2 separate regions of the Mus musculus genome follow, and region 2 is linked to region 1. A link is a contact called in public Hi-C data. All regions are on one chromosome and are shown on one strand. The core of a region is the stretch at or near the end of the contact, and the rest is flanking DNA. Distances in the headings are between cores, read along the strand shown.

Region 1 (2,713 bases), core at 125-2,624:
ACATTTTAAGAACTAAGAATTTCTCTTTCATGCTTAGTAGATGAATAAAGTCATGTAAGAGATGAATAGTGTCACAAAGTCCAAGGGTTTACAAAATCGCCAAGGCACTCTGGGGTGATTTTACTAGTAATGTGGCACGTGATAGGTAGCTTGACTTAAAGGATGTTAGTGTGTGTGTGTGTGTGTGTTCAACTGGATTTTCTTGTAGCTTTGTTTGAGAAAAATGAGTATCTCATGTTGCCCAGGCTGGAATCAAACTCTATCCTCCTGCCCCCACCTCTCAGGTTCTGGGGTTCCCAGAGTGTAGCACTCAAGCCTGGCTACCATTGTGAAAATTATAACTTAGTAATCAGATCCTAGACCATTTAAATAATATGTGTATGTATATATATATGTATATATATGTGTGTATATATATGTGTGTGTGTATATACACACACACACACACACAGGATGTCACATTCCTTTAATCTAAGCACTCAGGCACTCAGACAAGGCCAGCCTGATCCATAAAGTGAGTCGCAGAAATTAAATATATATACTGAGACATTATATTTCTAGTTTACTTTAGGACGTGATTCCAAAAGAGGGGCACACACTCAGTCAATGGTGGAGTTACAACTATGTGCGGGTGTGCTGACTCAAGCCTGTAATCCTAGCACTCAGGGGAGTGGGCTGGGGGAGCAGAAGCAGGCAAGTTCCCATGAGTTCTGGGCAAGCCTGGGCTACAGGGGCCCTGACTTTTCAAAAAAAAAAAAAGGTAAAATAAAGTGGCACGCGAAAGAGTCAACAATGCTTTGCATAACTGTTTTACCTCAAAATCGCTGAAGTTGCCTACAACAAATTAAAACCTTGTGCAAAGTAAAGGCCTGTGGGGTCAGGGCCTCCCTCCTGTCCTGAGGCTTCTTGCTTTCCCGGTTCCTCAACAGTCGGATTCGGGATGAGTCGGGATTTGCCCCGCGCCTCTTCGGCTTCGGCGCGGCGTCACTCTCCGGCCGGCCGCGCAGCGGATCCGCACACCGTTCCGGCCCAAGGCGGAAAGGAGGGGCCTGGTGACTCATGCGGCCGGGGCTGCTGGCCAGCCAGCGAGGCCTCCCTGCAGTCCGCTTCCACCTCCCAGGCCGCCGCGCGTGCACACGGGACCGACCTTCCGGGCCGCGGCCGCGTCCGACCGCTCTCAGGAGCCCAGGCCTCCGGGCCGCAGCCCGCGCGCGTCCACGCTAGCCCCGCCCCCGCCCGCGAGCATGCGCACCAAGCCCATCTGCAAAGGCGCGCCCCCCGCCGCCGCAGCCGCACGCGCCGCCGCCTGGAGGCCGGGCAAGGCCGCGGCGGAGGCGAGGCCCAGCGCCCTGGGCGGCGCGCGGCCGCCGAAGTCCGTCCTCCCGGTGGGGCGACAAGCGGCGCAGGGGAGGGGACAGCCAGACAAGCAGGAAGCCGCGGCTTAAAAGGGCAGCTCGCGCCCAGCCCTTCCTCCCCGCGGTCCAGGCCTGCGAGCTCCGGTCTTTACAGCTCCCGCCGCACTCGCCTCAGCCCGCCGCCGCCGCCATGTACCGCCGTCTGGGCGAAGCGCTGCTGCTGTCCCGCGCCGGGCCCGCTGCCCTGGGCTCTGCGGCTGCAGACTCAGCCGCGCTGCTGGGCTGGGCCCGCGGACAGCCCTCCGCCGCCCCGCAACCCGGGCTCACGCCGGTCGCCCGGCGCCACTACAGCGAAGCGGCCGCCGACCGCGAAGACGACCCCAACTTCTTCAAGATGGTGGAGGGCTTCTTCGACCGCGGCGCCAGCATCGTAGAGGACAAGCTGGTGGAAGACCTGAAGACCCGGGAGAGCGAGGAGCAGAAGCGGAACCGGGTGCGCGGCATCCTGAGGATCATCAAGCCCTGCAACCATGTGTTGAGCCTCTCCTTCCCCATCCGGCGCGACGACGGCTCCTGGGAGGTCATCGAAGGCTACCGGGCCCAGCACAGCCAGCACCGCACGCCCTGCAAGGGAGGTGAGCGCCCTCCGGCCCCTTTCTGTCCTCCCTCCCCTCCAGACTCCCGTAGCCCGGGCCGCTACTCGGCCCAGCCCAGTTCTGCAGGCCGTGCCCCGCTTCGGGCTCCCCCGCCTCGGGTGTGGCAGCCTTAGAGGATACTGATTTTTTTTTTCCGCCCTAAAACTACCACGTAATATGCCAGCCTTTTTACTGGGCAAGTCTTCACCCCAAGCCTCTGCTTGTGTTGATGCTGACTTCACTGAGGACACTGTACAGCTTTTCTTTAGCCTCGGTGCCTGTCATGTCATAGACCGTGAACCCTTAACGCCAGCAGCCGACGATACAAGAACAGAGAAAAATTATCTTCTTTTTGGAGTTGGAATCTTGAAAGTTTGATTAACCAGCGCAGCTTACTAATCTTCTAAATTATTATAATTTTACACTGATGGCTTTTTGTGTTGTGCCTCTTTTCTCCCCTTGGAAAATGTAAAATATCGAGCAGAGTAAGGTCTCTGACAAACAGGGCGACCTGACATTAAATCTAAAGGGTGTAGACTACAGAACTGCCTGCCAGCCAATAGAATGAAATAGCCCTGGGGGTGTGTTCTTGTCCTGGCTAGTACCAGAATTGAGCCTAGGCAAAAGGTAGAGTCCTTAGGGAGTTGAATCAGTTAGATTTGGTAGTTACCAGGGTATCCTGTGGTTTAAACTTTTGGGATGTGTGTAGATTGGCTTACAGCC
Region 2 (2,713 bases), core at 55-2,554, 260 kb after region 1:
AGGATGAGGGATGAACGGGGGGGGGGGGGGGGGGGGGGAAAGAGCAGAGAGAAGAAGGAGGCCTGCTGGTTCTGCTTAGACTCTGGTGCTTGGAAGTCCCAGCCTCCAGCTGTGGCTTTCAGACTTGCCAGGGAGCCAGAATACTTGGGGCCAATGTGGGAGGAGGGACGAGCAGGGTGGTAGCTGTCATCAACCCACAGGATGGATCAGAGGGCCCTGGGAGTCAGCTTCTAACTCTGGAGTCAGGGTGTGACTCTGACCACTCAGAAGCAAGTCCCCTGAGCAATATGAAGGCGGCACACAAGGGACAAACATGCTTTCTTCTGCTCACACGGCCACTCGAGTGAGTGAGCCTAGGGCCCAAGTGGCTGCAGACTCTACTTGTTCCAAGCATGATGGAACTAGGGCATGCGCAGCCTCTGCCCCAGAACCCCTGGCTACCGGAATTTGGAGACAGAGAAGGCTCTGTCAACCCTCAACAAATTAAAGTCCGAAAAAGAGACAGAATCAGGAGCCTTGCTCCCTCTGCTCCTGTGGGGAGGGTTTGCTGGAACCTCAGGGGCCTCACTGAAGGACCTGAATCCTGGGAGGAATGGCCTGGGGCTGAGGGAGAAAGCAGGCTGAAGCCTTTTCTTGGGAATGTTTGCCAGATTTTCTCCCAAGAAAACTCTATGGTGGGTCCTGCTAATGTTCCAGGGTACACAGGAACCAGGTTAGCTTTCCTACTGGGACTCCGTCCTTCTAAGCACAACCAGCTGGCGACGAGCATAAGCTTAGCATGACTGCTGTGCACATGGGACAGGAAGAGAACACAACGTGGCCAGAATAGGTGGCAGAAGCCATGAAGGAGGAAGGATGGTGTGTCTTATGGGTGTTGGGGGGGGGGGAAGGCCTGCAGTTGACTTCCCAGTGGATAGAACCTGGGCTATAAGCTATTTACTGTGTTGGGGAAGCAGCATAAAGACCCCTATGTTGACTCTTTGGGAAAGTCTGCATTGCTTCCTGGGACATCTATGTGGGTGGTTTCAGTGAAGAGGGTGGGAAAAAAAAAACACAGAAATAGCATGTAAGGTCAGCAGAGCTCCGGAGGACTAGGGAGCTGAGAACTCAACCACATAGAGCAGCTGGCTCGCCACGTCTGCGCCAAATGCGGCGAGAGCATCTCTGGCGCTCTGTTCGAGATGCGCTCCAGGAGCTGAGGGGTTAAGCACATTTCCGGGATGACATCATGCCACCCTTAGCAGGCCTGGGAGGAGCACACTCCCAGCCAAGAAGTCGGAGCAGCTCGGGTTGGCAACGATACAACCATCCAAAGCACAGGGAGTCCCAGCTGGCCCGAGAACTCGCCTCTCCTAGAGTTCTGTGGCCATCATGTGTCGTTAGCAAGTACGGAAAGCTTGGCTCATGGGAGAACATGCCTTTGAGTCCCAGACCCTCCCAGAGAGACCACCACAGGACTCACTGGCCCCAGACAGACTGTCCAAGAAGAACATGCAGATGACATACTCACTACCGCAAGTAGACAGATAATCACACAGGCCCCATGCCTCACCATGGAAGGCCCTCACAGGTTCCAGTGGGTTTCAAAACAGCCATGCCCCACTCATGCCCAGGTCTACAGCTCCTAAGAGGGCACAGGCAGTAGGCAAGTGGTGGCGCCCCAGACTTGCCACTGACCAGGAGGCCGTGCCCTGAGATGCCTATACAAGCCCCTCCTTGTGCCGAGGGCGCATACATTCTTGCAGCTGCTGTTATATTTCAAGCAATTTATAGAACTGGTGCTTCAGTGTCTATATGGGCAGGAGAGTCTGGAAGTATCCGTGCCTAGTGTGGCCCCCTGTGTGCCTGCTCACAGTGCCAAGCCTTTAGCCTGACTAGGGGACAAGCCCAAAGTTGAGTGTGCAGGCGAGGCATGGGTCCACTGCCCTCACCAAGAAATACGTCCTTATTCTCCAAAGCCCAGTGAAGGCCAAAGCAGCCCTGCCTCTGCCCAGTAAGGGAGCCAGGATCCTCCTCACTCCGGTCTCTACCTTGGTGACCTGGGAAAGCCACCCTAGCCTGGGTCCGTGGAGAGCCCTTGAAGGGCTGAGCTTTTCAAATACATGAACAAGAAAAGTTCTTTCCATGAGTCATGTGGCCTGGGGGGTACCCGGGGAGGGACAGGGTTAGAAGGCAAGGCCATGGAACCCAAGACTAGGCACCTACCTTGACCTTCGCAGAGCCTCTTCATCAGGGTCTTGCACTGCGGGAGAAGAAAGTTGGTCAGGAGGACTCACAGCGAACATAGGAAGAGGAAAAAAAAAAAAAAAGCCACGAGAGCTTTGTGGACAGTTAAGTCCCTAGGAATCTGCCAGGCCCTAAACACTTCCTGTGCCATCTTGTCAGTGGTGGCATTGAGCGTGTACGTGCCAGGCCTCTGCCAGGGAGAGTTGAGAGGGCACGATGTAGTTGGGACGGGGTGGTCAGAGAAATCCTACAGGTCCTCTCCTCTCGGCCCTGAGCCCATCACCTTGCTGGAAGCCATATGACAAGGCATCTGTTCTTGTTGAAAGTTGGGGGTTAGAATGGAAGATCCACCTAGGGGCCGGAAGGCTCTCTATCGGTGTTAGCTAAGGGCAGGCGGCTTGGCTCCTCGGCTTCCGTAGGCTTTACTTCTGAGCTTCTATAGGCTTTAAGACTGTGCAGGAGCTAGGGCCTATCTTCATCCATCACC

The links. A called contact is a pair of places that touch in the nucleus more often than the background predicts.
Region 2: a Hi-C map of uterus shows a contact between it and region 1. The contact joins the enhancer-like site here to the promoter of Glud1 in region 1. A contact is called at or near these places in 2 of 39 promoter capture datasets (frontonasal cranial neural crest and hippocampal neurons), 6 of 484 Hi-C or Micro-C datasets (muscle stem cells, rod photoreceptor, stem cell-derived neurons and 1 more), 14 of 115 datasets of contacts at active chromatin or transcription factors (craniofacial prominence, embryonic basal ganglia, embryonic fibroblasts and 11 more) and 1 of 9 other capture datasets (adipose tissue).

Annotation. Positions count from the first base shown.
Region 1 is chr14:34,309,353-34,312,065 of GRCm38.p6, forward strand. It overlaps Glud1 (glutamate dehydrogenase 1), which reads left to right and starts at 1,375. Exons shown (of 13, transcript NM_008133.4): 1 at 1,375-1,990. The coding sequence starts at 1,546. It overlaps Shld2 (shieldin complex subunit 2), which reads right to left and starts at 1,165. Exons shown (of 10, transcript NM_001360074.1): 1 at 815-1,165.
Region 2 is chr14:34,564,652-34,567,364 of GRCm38.p6, forward strand. It overlaps Ldb3 (LIM domain binding 3), which reads right to left. Exons shown (of 15, transcript NM_001039074.2): 8 at 2,206-2,242. Among named protein-coding and RNA genes, the nearest start is that of Ldb3, 23 kb to the right of the region's middle. Within about 2 kb of position 1,305, at least 42 of the 459 cell types and tissues checked have an H3K27ac peak or open chromatin away from gene starts, as enhancers often do. A contact at or near this core is called in adipose tissue, muscle stem cells and uterus, where this site is marked.